2 separate regions of the Zea mays genome follow, and region 2 is linked to region 1. Evidence: chromatin contacts called from public Hi-C data. All regions are on one chromosome and are shown on one strand. Each heading gives the region's core, a stretch centred on a gene start, on an enhancer-like site or on the middle of the called end of the contact. The rest is flanking DNA. Distances are from core to core; before and after follow the strand shown. Region 1 holds the start of LOC103641087 (Protein SUPPRESSOR OF MAX2 1). Region 2 has its middle 270 kb from the start of LOC118473549.

What was found. Hi-C and Micro-C count contacts between places; a contact is called where the count stands out from the background.
Region 2: a contact with region 1 is called in a Hi-C map of leaf, with 6 times the contacts expected there. The contact joins the enhancer-like site here to the promoter of LOC103641087 in region 1. A contact is called at or near these places in 3 of 25 Hi-C or Micro-C datasets (bundle sheath and leaf) and 1 of 3 datasets of contacts at active chromatin or transcription factors (leaf).

What each region holds. Positions count from the first base shown.
Region 1 is chr10:54,418,103-54,424,771 of Zm-B73-REFERENCE-NAM-5.0, reverse strand. LOC103641087 (Protein SUPPRESSOR OF MAX2 1) reads right to left here and starts at 4,197. Exons shown (of 3, transcript XM_008664471.3): 1 at 2,691-4,197; 2 at 2,033-2,309; 3 at 53-1,947. The coding sequence starts at 3,904. The coding sequence ends at 367.
Region 2 is chr10:54,706,832-54,713,500 of Zm-B73-REFERENCE-NAM-5.0, reverse strand. No RefSeq gene overlaps it. Among protein-coding and RNA genes, the nearest start is that of LOC118473549, 270 kb to the right of the region's middle. Within about 2 kb of position 3,525, at least 19 of the 20 cell types and tissues checked have an H3K27ac peak or open chromatin away from gene starts, as enhancers often do. A contact at or near this core is called in bundle sheath and leaf, where this site is marked.

The sequences.
Region 1 (6,669 bases), core at 2,948-5,447:
CCGAGAGCCCCCAAAAGAAAAATCATGTATTCACATGTCAAATCTTTGCCACTTGATGCAAGCTCAATACTTTATGCATCACAACTGGTCTGATAGGAGTCGACTTTGATTGAGGGCGCTACATCATTATTTACTTCCTCCACACCCCCTTGCAACATTAGCGAGTGCAAAAGAGAAACCTTTTTTTAGTTTCAAGGACCATAGCTACATATATTATCAAAACTATACATCGATTTTTTTTTGTTATAAAATCTATAACCTCCATGCCTATGTGCTTCATATAGTAACCTCCCCCCAGATTCTCCCCCAATATTTACATAACTACCATACAAAAGAATGTACTCCCCCCCACTCCCAATTCCTTCTCTACATGCCATCAATGGCGATCGGCACCGTTGCTGGTAGTCCTTCTCGCGCCCACCCCAACCTTGGCAATGCCTTGTCTGTGACTGCTGCAATACGGACAACAGCACGGCCACTGTAGTGTTTCACGTTGCACCACAACCGTTCGATGCTCGGCATGAGCACTTTCTCGGCCCAGTCTTCAAGCTTCTCGTCAGTGAGCCAGATGCTGCCAGCCATCCGATCAACAGCGTCTTCATCGATTCTGAATGAGTTACAGCTACCGATGACTGAGTCGAATTTCGCTGATATGCAATCTGTGACAGTCTTCCTAAACGGTGCGAAGTCAACTGGCCGAAACACAATGGCATCATCAACGAGATTCAACAGATCATAGTCAGGGGCTGGTGTTGAACACTTGACTGCAAGGTGCCCTTTTTCATGCTCTTGTTCCACAGAGAGATCACTGGAATTCCGTGAGCCGTCGGTGTCATCCAATGCCCCAACTGCTAAATTGAGGTCAAGTGATAGACCTTGCCCACCGGACAGTTCTTTGGCTACCTTTGCTGGACGAGCATCATCACATAGCCAATCCGCTCGGTGCTTAACCTGCTTGTCCTCAATAGAAAGCTCTAGCTGCCAATTAGAGCTTGCTACCTCCAACATCCTTCCTTCATCTTGGAGCAATGTTTCAAACTTTGGTCTCCTGAGTTCCTCAGGTAGCCAATTTGTGGTGAGAACAAAGATGACATTGCCAAGGCTGACCTCACGGCCCCGAGAGTCTACCAGGCGACCAGTCTCCATTGCCCGCTTGATCTTTCCCCGCACAACAGCGTCCACTTGATCAATGCCCTCAAGAATGATAACTGAACATGGATTTTGCCGAACTGCCTCAGTGACCCGGTCAAGTGAGGTTTTCCCCCAAAAACCCGGATTGAGTCCATTACCATCCTTGCTCAAACGAGAGTCACCACCAAAGTTTACAACCACTGGTTGAGCATTTACCATCAGCTCAGACAATGCATTCACCATCTTCCTCTTGCCTGCCTGGTCAGGACCAACAAACAGGAGCCATATGTCGCCCCTTGTCCCAATGTTACGTCTCTTCCCACTGCCAGTTCTGCATTGTATTACAACAGCAGCAATTGCTGAGGCAGCATCTGATTGCCAGCTGACCTTCTGTGTGAGCACCTTGAGGAGCCTTTTGAAAGACTCGATATCAGAGATTCCAGCTATCTTAGCCTTTTGCATAGAAGTAAGCCCTTCTGTGTAATTTTCCTTCTGGTCATTCTCTACAGTAGCACCAGGATCCATGGGACCTAGCGCAAGGTCAGTCTTCACTGGGCTGCCTAGCGGACTCTTACGAAGCTCAGACGTAGGGGTACCCTCAGGCTTCTCCCAATTGGTGTTCATCTGAAGGGTGGGAACACCACCCCTGGAATGTTGTATCTTTGGCTCAACTGGCGGGCGTGGAACTAAGGCAGCCAATCCCAAGGAGAGAGCTGGCGCCCCAGCACGGTTACCGTGGGTACGGGCGCAAGTTTCACGCCATTTCTTCTCAAGCTCTTCGGCAGCCTCCTTCCGTTTCAACTCTTGCTCCTTGGTCTGTGAAAACACAAATGACTATATCAATCACCTTCCTATTAGAACCAACGCTGATTTTATGAGCCAACACAGAAAAAACACAAACCTGTGGTTGATCACTGCTGGGCTGCATCCAGTGTGGCAAACCAGGCTTAGCAGCCTCAGCGCGTGATGCTGGGTTTTCCTTCTGCTCAGCTGCAAGCTTGGCAAGCTCACGGTCATAGCTACCCTTGCAAAGCAGGCACATGACCGGCTTAGCCATCAGAGGATTGTCACTCCCTGCCCCTGGCGGCCATCGGAGTGCTGTTGGTGTCACCGGCATAGGCCGGAGAGTATGCGATAACATCCCCACTGAGTTGCCCAGAATTCCAGTGCTCCCAGGCCTATAATTTCAATAAATTAATTAGATCACCTGTTTTGGATCACAGTGTACAAAATTAGAAAACTATTACTCTTCCGACTCTAAATTATAAGCCGTTTTTGACTTTTTTTAAGATAAGTAGCTTATAATTTGGAAATAAAGGAGGAAGTACATTATTAAAAAAGGCACCAAACTTTTTAGAGTAGTACTAGCCTTCATGATGACTTATTCAACTGTAGTAAATTTAGGTTATCGAGTATAAACTAATTTATTATTTATTTACTCATCTGGTCCAAGACAACAGAAAACTGATACAAGTTTGAGTAAAAAAAAAAGAAAAGAACAACAGCAGACATGGTAGATGCAACAAAGAAGGCGGAATAGCGAAGAGAGAAAGACGCACCTGAGAGCTGCGCCGGCGAGCGGCGCGCTGCGGGCGATAGAAACCGCCTGGAGGTCCCACTCGGCCTCCATGGTTGGGTGGTAGACCTTGCATCGGAGGTAGGTGGCGCAAGCGGCTGTACCGACGGCCCAGACCTTGCCGCTTCCGAACTGCCTCAGCAGCCGCGCCATCTCCGACACCACCGCCTTGCCCCCCTCTGACGCTGCTGCCGCCGGCCCGTCCACCAGCCACTTGAGATCTCCAAGATCAAGAACCACGGCACCGTGGTCCACGAGGAGCCTCTGGATCACCGGGCCCAGGTCCCCGATCCTCGCCGCCAAGGCGGCTTTGTCACCGGCGAGCTTGGCGAGGTCGCTCTCGAGCGGCAAGACCTTCGCACCGGCGAGGGAAGGAGAGCCAGCCATCGGGATCCTGCGTACCGCCTCCTTCAGCACCGCGTCTGGCCCGGCGTCGCCCACGAGCACCGGGTTGCGGCGCGCCGGCTTGAGCATGACGTCGAGCACCTTGCGCGCGTCGTCCCCGCCACCGCCTGCGGCGGCTGCGAGGCGAGGGTTCATGTAGGCGTTGGCTGAGCCGAGTCGTGAGAGCGGAGAAGGGGACGGGGCCAAGGTCGTAGTCGCGGCGACGGTCGGGGTGGAGACGGCGGAGGGCGGCGGAGAAGGCGACGCGAGCGACTGCTCGATGGTGGTCTTGACGGCTGAAGAGGAGAAGGAGGCCTCGCGCATGACGCGGCTGACTGACGGGTCATCGAGGATGGAGAGGACGAGCTGCTCGAGCTCGACTTTAACGGCGAGCAGCGGCTGCTGCGCGGCCTCGGGGCATCCCCGGCGCTGCTGCGCCTGCGCGCGTTTGAGCGCCGCGACGAGCGCGTTCGATACCGGCGGCCCCGACGCATGCGACGCCGCCGCCGCCGCCGCCGAGGCCGCGGCCGGCAGCCTGTCGAGGGCGACGGAGAAGCAGAGCTCGAGTGCGCGGCACTGCAGCGGGTGCGCACCGCCGGCGCTACCAGCGGCGCCAGGCCCGGCACCGGCGGCGGCCGCGCGAGCGCACGCCTGGCGCAGCAGACCGGCCGGCGCGGCGAGCAGCGCGGCGGCGACGTGGAGCGGCGTGGTCTGGCCATGCCTCCTCCGCGCAGCCTCGTCGATGGCACGCGCCAGCGCCGCCGCCGCCTCCGGCGTGAGCGTCTGCTGGATGGTGCTGAGATCCGCTCTCATCGCCGCCACCCGCCGCTCATCAATCGATCGCAAGAACCGAAAAGACCCCCTTTTGGCTCGGTGACCAAGAAGTTATTGTTGCCCGGCACCGACCTGGAAGTCGGAAGACGTCGGGGCTTAGGAAAAGGAGAGGCTTGGAGGGGAGCGGAGGTGTGGTGGTATCGACTATCGAGAGAGAAATGGCAGGAAGGGAGGAGTCAGGTGAGGGCAGAAAGAGAAGGCGAGAACTGAAGTAGTAGTAGCAGAGGAGCAGAGGGAAGTAGCAAGCGAATAGAATCTTCGTCTCCTACGACATCTCCCAACGTCGTATTTCATCACTTTCTTGTTTACCCACGCGGTCCAGGGGAAGGAGGTGAACAGATTTTTTCCCCTCGTTTCTTTTTCCTTTTTTATTATTATATAAGTAATTATACATATGTTGTATACTGTATAATTTTATGTTCCCTACTGTAAGGCCTCCTATTTATTTCATCAACGAAATTAAAATTTTCAAAATTATTCACAACGATAAACACAAGACGACCTAACAAATGGAAGGAACACAAGGTTATACGTGGGACATAGTTGCCAGTTACCTTGCAAAAAAGAAAAAGTCTAATTAGATTTTTTTTCATAAACTATTCCACTAAAACTTCTAACTTATAATCCAAAGACTTTTATCATATATATATATATATTTTGCAAAACTCACATAACCAATTCAACTCACACTCATAATAATTTACACTTAGACTTAACGCATCATTAAAACCAATGATTTGGATTGCTAGATAACTCCTCTCTTACTCAAATCCAATAAACAATATTATTTAGATCATCTATCATCTCTTCCCCTCTCTTCCCCTCTATCACAGTGATCTTGCCGCCCCTAACCTCCTCCTCCCCCGCGTCCTCGTCGCCCCCTCACTCGCGCCACCACCGCTATCAACCCCTCCCCTCATGTCGTCGCCACCGCCGTTGATCCCCTTCCCCAGAATCATAGTGTTAGCACAGACTATATGCTAGTATAATTTTAATAGAACTCATAGTAGTACATGTTAGAAGACTTATCTCATGGACTATATAAAAGATGATTCAATACAAGAAAACTCATCTAACTGCACTATAATTCTACTATGATTCATATTATTTTAACTAACTAGAAAACTTGCCTTCTGGACTGTATAAAGGAGGGCATAACTTCATAGATCGACAACCAATACACAACATATTACTACATATTACAATCCAACACAAGAAAACCCACATAATAACTAGACGTCAGGTATTACGCTAGCCAACTATATGAACCCATATAAATCATCGCCTTTGCTTTCACCGTTGAATTAGCTTATGTGAAAGCCCTCCAAACCCTATTTCGGATGACCTTACTTGTCGGTCATCACACACTGACAATCATGTAACACCCAAAATCTTATCTTAGAGACTTGTTAATTTTTCTCCATAATCTTGGTTTAAAAAATATCTTTTAATAAGGATCTTGTTACCTTTGTGTTTACCTATCCCAAAATAAATATACTTGGTAATAAAAGATTAAGCAAAAGAGACTTATATAAACTAAATTAACTCTAGTTGAAGTGTATAGGTATATCCTTAAAAGAATCATGTTAAACTACTTCCTAAAAACACATAGTTTTACATTGGAATTATACTTTCTTTAAAATAGAATAATATGCGTGCATAGCCTATTTGCAGTGTTTGCCTAAATAAAGGAAATGACATAAGTAATAAATATACATTAATGTTTTTGCATTGCATGCTAGTGGTTTTGTTGTATATTTAGTTTGAATGTAAAATTTGAAATCAATCTGAAATTTAGATTTGAAAACAGAATTAAAAACAAAATCAAACAAAAAAAATATAAAAGGGAAGCATTTACCTGTAGGCTCGGCCCAACTACAGACCCACTTCACCAACACCGCTCAGCCCAGCTCCACGCATCACTGACGATTGGGCCCCGCAACCTAGGCTTCTCCACGATCACGCGCACTGGCATGGGCAGTCGCTGATCCGTGGGTCCCACTCCGCCAGCCTCCTGATTTGCGCGCGTGTGCAGCCACTGCCTTGTGGGGCCCCGTGCTCAGGCTCGTCCCTTCCCCTCGCACCGACATGAACAGAAGACCCCGGGGATTCCCGCGTGGATGTCGCGTGGCCATTCCAATCACCCGCCCAAGATCCCCTCGCATCGTTGTATAAAGGAGGACCCCCCGTCATCAGCCATCACGTCGGATTCTGTCGTCGCTGCATCTGTGGGGGGGGGGAGAGAAGATCTGAGCTCTGAAGCTAGTAGAGAGGAAATTACCGTCGGCTCCGTCCCACGTGTGCGCTGTGGTTTAGGATCGGCGATGGGTCGGGTTGGTCCGCCAGGTGACATAGAACCTAGGGGTGCAGATTGGAGGAAACGCAGGCGCTCCGGGCTAGAAGAATTGCTCGCTGGTCTTCTTCCTTCTCCTCTGTGGCGCATCACACCGTGGGCGGGCTCCTTCACAACTTGACAGCCGGTGAGCGACCTTCTATCACATCCGCAGTCCCTTCCTCTATGCCTAGAGCCGTTCGGAGTCTTGAATGGGGCGCGGTTACGCGAGGTCGTCGCGCGCCGGCGTGGTTGCCGCCATCTTGTGTCGTCGGGGGGGGGGGGGGGGGAGACTAATCTTGGTCGTAGGATCCTAACCTACAAACGTGATTAGATCCAGCGCGTACCCATTTGCGCTTTAAATCGTGACCGTAGATTGTTTGATCGACGACCCTCGGCGCGTACTGGTTCG
Region 2 (6,669 bases), core at 2,276-4,775, 290 kb before region 1:
TAAACATAATTTTATTTTGCTTTTGAGATAAATGAGTTGAGCAACCTATAGCATAAGCTAGGTCGTGGTTTCACGGACAAGTTGGTTTAAGACACCAATTAAGGTTTTAAACCCATTTATATGAAGATGGTCTAATTTGTGTTACCAGCATTAACTAACTTGTTTAAGTAACTCCCTTTAGATCATATCATATTAGATTAGTTAGGGTCTAGATTGGATTGGATATAACTAGATTAGACTAGTTTAAGTTAAATAGGTCTACCAAGATAGGATATATATTATTAATATATGTTAGAATCTTTTGAGATAGGAGGGGTCATATGGTGTAGGTGGTCAGATTCTTTGTTTGGTTAAAACAGAGGGTTATGCAACCATCGAGTGGTTAGGGTAGTTGCATATGGCCAGGTTGGACTAAGACCCAATTTAGATTAAAACATATTTGTAAGAATAGGATCCAATCTTATTTTACCAGTATTATCTAACATGTTTGTCCATTAGATTAGATCTGATCAGGACTAAATTGGTATAACCAGATTAGACTAGATAAGATCTACTAAATTTATTTTGGCGTAGATCATGTTTGTTACACTATTATGAAATAAGCAAAGTGGTTGGGATAAGTATGTTTGTTACGTCAAGATGAGTCTCTAAGATCATGTTAGAATCTTTTGAGATTAATTAGATCTATTAGGATAAGATGAGAATCCTTTCGAGAAGAGATGAGTCTATTAAGGTAAGAGAGTATCTTTTAAGATCGGAGAGAATCTTTTAAGATAAAATGGATCTATCAAGATAAGAGAGAATTTTAAGATAAGATGGATCTATTAATATAAGAGAGTATCTTTTAAGATAAGATAATCTATTAAGATAAAAAAAGAATCTTTCAAGATAAGATTGATCTATTAAAATAGATACACTTTAATGGAGGATAATCTAATCTCATGAATTTTATTTATTTATACTTATGCTTATACTTATATATAATTGTGGACATTACTCCACGACTCATCACACTCAATCAAAGATCCAAATCAGACAAATATCATAAGAACAAACACCCAGGCATATAGATAACTATAAAAATAGTTTTGATTTTGTTCCTAAGAGTAGGTCTCCAATTCCTAAAGTCACTTTAGGCACAAGATTTCAAAGTGTGAAATCCACATTTGTATTTAGAAAGGAAAGGTAAGAATATTCAGAGTAAAGCGGAAATAGATGAGAAAAGATTAAGATAAGTCTAGAAAAGAATCAGAGTAGCAAAAGTATGGTTAATCAGAGTAGAACGGTAGGAGGTGAGACAGGATCAAGATAACTATAGAAAGAATCAGAGTAAGGTAAGTATAGAATGAATCAGAGTAAGATAAGTAGGTAAGGATTTGTCCATTTCTATCTAGGTTTTGTCCTACCGTCAACATTTCCTCTGATACCACTTTTGTAACACCCGGGCTTTAAGGGACAAAGCCGGGTGCATCTCATATATGCGTCAGAGAAGACAACACATATAATAACAGAGTGCATAGAGATAAATGTCATAAATATCATAAATGTATTTATTACATAGCGGAAGTCTTACAGAAATAAATGATAAAATAAAGCAAACTATATATTATTCCCTGGCGCCACAAAGCTGACTAAGAGACGCCACCTAGATCAAGTCGAAAGCCTCAGAGTGATGCGGCTCCTCTTCGACCACCTGTTCTTCTCTTATGGAGGGTGTGAGATAGCAAGAGTGAGCTCACACATGTTCATCGCTCAACAAGTTATGGGGAATAATGTGCATGAACTCACCAAAGGTGGAGTTCGTGTGGAGTGTAAGGCAAATCAATGTAATAAAGGCTGAAGCTGAGCATTGCTTTTATAAGTTGGTCAAAATTTTATTAGCAGTTACTAAGTGTAAGTAAATACCAAACCATAGTAATAATAAGTAAAAATAATAATAAAAATAATCCCGGTGCGATGCAAATGACAAATTAAGTTTAAGTTCCATAAATTAATCATGTGAGCGTCCGAGCCACTCATGACCGTGAGCACGGCTAGTATACCAGTTTTACAATCTACAGAGGTTATGCATCTTTACCCACAAATTGTGTTACCCATTTGCCACGGAGTTGATCAGACCCCATACACCTCTACCAAGGAAGCGAGGCAGGGTACCACTACGAGGCCTTTACAAAGTTCCACTAGCTTTAGAAAACCCGCTACAGTTTATAGGAAGCTCCAGTACAGGAATCCCTCGCCTGACCACCATCGCAGCAAAATCAACCCAAGGACCTCCCTACACTGACCACTCCCCTACTACCCTTGCCCCTTTCGGGTAAAGTCATTCACTAGCTTTCCAAGTTAATCAGCCAAGGGCGTCCCATTAAACCCTTGTGGTAGCACTGTTTTCCTGGGTGGTTCTCCATGTTTCCATTAACATAATGATCTTATCATGAATAGTAAATAATAAACAGATAATAAAAATTTTAACAATGAGTGATGAATATCTCTATACCCAAAGGCACATAAAGCAATAGTATGTACTATCCAAAAATTTAGTAGTAAAACCAGTGGTGAAATAAGGTATAAAGATAGTCAAAATCTAGGGTAACCTATTGGGTCCCATCAAAATTAACCTATGTAGATCATTATGATTAATAAGAACATGACTGGGTAAAAAGGAAGTGATCAAGGACACAACTTGCCTGACACTTGAGATTCTAGGTACCAACTTGCTCTTCAGATTCTCGTGACCTCACTTCTAAACGTAGCAATACAAACAAACATGGTATAGGAAAAATTAACATCACACCAAACATAAGAATAAACTGTATAATAATAATCTATGTGTCGTAACGAGATCGTAGGAACAAGAATCGCTAAATTCGGAGTTACGGTTAAGAAGTTATGAATTTCTGAAGTTATTAAGAACCTAGAATAGATTAATTCAAATGAACAATTTTGATTCAAGTTTCATGGTTAAACAGTGTTACTAGTTGATAGACAATACTAATACAAAATTATTGCAACTAGAATGGGTTAAAAAGGAGCTAAGATGAATTTTCTATGAATTATACAAGTTCTGAAATTATTTTCGCACTAGAAATCAATTTCCTAAATCATTTTTTCCTATTTTATCAGACTTCGGGACTGCGAGCACAATAATCAGAGAGTTCAGGGTTCTGTTTATAAGTTTACAGGACTTGTCTGTAATTACTTTACATATCCTATGGACTGCGGGTTGATATGACAAAAGGGCACAGGCTCTTTAGAAAAGCTGTAGCCGCGAAGGGGTATCCTTGGCACCAAGCCACCCGATCAAAACGGAAGGCTCAGATTAGATCTTGGCATTAATGAACCGATACGCGACTATGGTCGTTAGATCCGAAATCTACGACTCCGATCTAACGATTTGAAGGGATACGCCAGATTCGATCCAGGCCATTCCCCGCACGATCTACGGTCAGCGTTTAATAGAGCACGGTCACATCGCGTCCGTTGAATCCGATCTCAACGCCACAGATCCACTAGAACGATAGGTTCGGGTCTATAAGCAGTGACAATCGCCCCTATGAAGACTCACTTTCGCTACGGCTACGAACCGGTACCCCAGTCTAATACTAGCCGCACAAATCCCATCCAACGCACCACCATTCTTCTTTCTACACCCGACAGCGATGCCGACGGCGCAAACGCCCAGGGAGATGGCGCCATGGTTGAAGCAACCCCGGCCGATGCTATGGACGATTCTGTGGGAGTCGGGCGCTACAACCATGGTAAAGGAACCAGATTTACTTACAGCGGTGCAGCAGAGGCTCTCAACGGGACTCCAGCGACAACGCTGTGGAGGCGACCGGATGACGATAGCGCGTGGGTCCCACTGAGGTACTGGCCTTGGGTCACGGCGAATACCGGTGTTCGTGATATTCACCAGTGGAGAGGGAGATCTCACATTGGATGCTCGATCCCGCGCTAAAGTCTTCGTTAGACGCACTCCTCTCCCCAATTACTCAGAGGACGAACAGCCAGGCTCGGCTTGGGTCCGAGTTTCCGGCGGCAATGGTGAGACAGGCTGTGGGGACAACTTTCTTCCTTTCATGTCCACTCTCGGCTCGCACAGCTCAACGACAGTAGATGAGGGGACGAGGGAGCCGATCGACGCGTATAAATACATGGGAAGCTAAGAACCAATCCTAACAACATGCCCGATGACTCCGGTTCGTTTTGGCGAAGCACGGGATTCGGATCTCAACAACCGGCGGTGGACGGAAGAAGGAGACGCTGGTGACTCGACCCCACATGCCAATGCCGAGTATGAGGGAGGGGAAGACCGAGCAGTGGGGCCCACGCGCAGTGGATGGGAGTCCGCGCGATGGCCGGTTTCGCTCAGAGAAGCCCCACGGTGAACGCGCACGTGGCTGGCATCATGGTCTGGTGGAGATGATGGATCCGACGAATGGGCCCCACCAGTCAGCAACTTCAATCGCACGGGTGAACCGGTGTATAGCTGACCATATGAACCCGCCTGGCAGTGACTAGCTGAGATGATGCATATTAGGGAGGAGGCGGCTGACGTATCGGGCCCACAAGTCATTGGGGGTAGAGTCATGGCGCCACTGAGCAGGTTTGGGCTGTGCGGGGGGGGGGGGGGGGGGGGGGGGGGGGGGGTTAGTTGGGCCAGTTTGGGAATATAGGCCCAGGCGCCCAATGGACTTATTTATTTATTTATTTCTATATTCATTTTCTTCCCTATTTTCTTTATTTCCCTTCTTGATTCAAACTCAAATTTAGTTTGGAATTTACACTCAAAGTTTGAGTTCAACTTTTAAATGCACGGTCGAATCTCCAAGCATAAGTGCAGGGTTTATTTAGTTCTTTTATTTATTTTCCATTTCAAGTTTTAATTCAATTCACATCGAGTTGAAGCTTTAAGTCAATTCAAATTCACCATCAAAACCCCAACATGAATGCAAGACATGATTTTATTTATTTATTTATTATCTTACTTATTTAAGTAGATGTTTTCAAACATGAAATTTATACACACAAATTCTAGTTAATGTAAGAAAATAATTCCTAGTGTATAACTTTTATTGAGAGATGCTTTATCTTACATCCTTTAGTGATCACTTACACATATAGTTCCATAAAGGGATAACTTAATTCGTCTAGTAGTATTTTTATTAGGGAAGAATTTGAGGAGGAGCAACTTCAATTTAAGAAAAGTTTTTTTTTAAAAAAAAGTATTTTAACTCAAGACCTCTAGAGAATTCCATAAATCCTTAACATAAGGTTTTGGATGCTATACTAACTAAGCTACAATAATTGTTATAAAAGTTTGGCTAAAATAGTTTATTAAAAACCCCAAACATGCCATTCAATTGGAGGCTTTCTAGAGAAATCTGAAATTCAGATTTCTGAATTTCAGCCTCTAACCCAAACCCGAGCATGTTCACCTTAATCCCTATTTCAAAACCCTAAGCTCCCATTAACAAAAGTGTGCTAAACTAATCCCTCTGCCACATATCTAAAGATGGCATTGGGATTCGGAACCTAGACACGACAAAACCGAAGATTTGCCTCGGGCTCAGGGCTGAGAGACAGACCCGACTTGAGAGCTCCATATCTTTGGAACCAGTGATGCGTCACGATGCCCGATCTTGACGACGTAGGATCAATCTTCAGATAACTAGCTTCGAAGATGCCAAGATAACTTGCTGCGAGCAGCGATAACTAGTGCAACCTGACAAACAAAACTCAAAGCCAACCACGGTCTTTAACCGGCAACCTGAATCAAAGATTCGCCCAACCACACTCTCAAAGAACCAACCAACATAGCCTACAATCAATCGAGGAGACCTCGAAGGGAGTAGGAGCACCACTTGGGAGCGGATGAAGCCGCCGCTTCTGCAATCCCGCGAAGGAATTCACAAGAGCAAAGGGGTAGAGATCACTCTCAATCCCGCGAAGGAATTCACAAGAGCGGATTAGCTCAAATTTTGTGGCTAGCACTCACTCACCGAATTGTGGATGGCACTCAATTTCTTTTGCTCTTCTCCTCCTCTACTTGCTGCACTAATTTCAGTTTCCTTTTGTAAATGTTCAACCATGATTTGTTGAGGGGTCATAGGGTTGAGTACATACTTTCTCCCTTTCAGATCTAGTGTGCACTGATTTGTTATTCCATAATGCTGAGAATAACGGTCATATTGCCAAGGTCTTCCCAGCAGCAAGTGACACACAGACATGGGTGCAACATCGCACTCCAATGTGTCAACATACTCTCCGATCTTGAGTGAAACTTTCACCTTATAACCAATCTTGATATCTCCTGATTCATTCAACCATTGGACATGATATGGATGAGGGTGTCGCTGCAACTTCAAACCAAGCTTTTCAACCATCTCACGACTTACAAGATTATGACAGCTTCCTCCATCAATGATCACCTTTACTACTTTGTCTTGAACTTTTGCTCTCGTTTTAAAAAGATTATGTCGCTGTCCAATTTTAGCTTCTTTCTTTTGAACACTCAATATTTGTGTAACCACAAGAGCGGTACCATGCTCAAATTCACATCTCGTATGTTCTTCAAATTTATTAGTGTCGTCTACATTTCCTGCTTCAGCTTCCCTCTTCACTAGCTGATGTATATTCTCCATCATCAGTCACAAGGATCACATGATTATT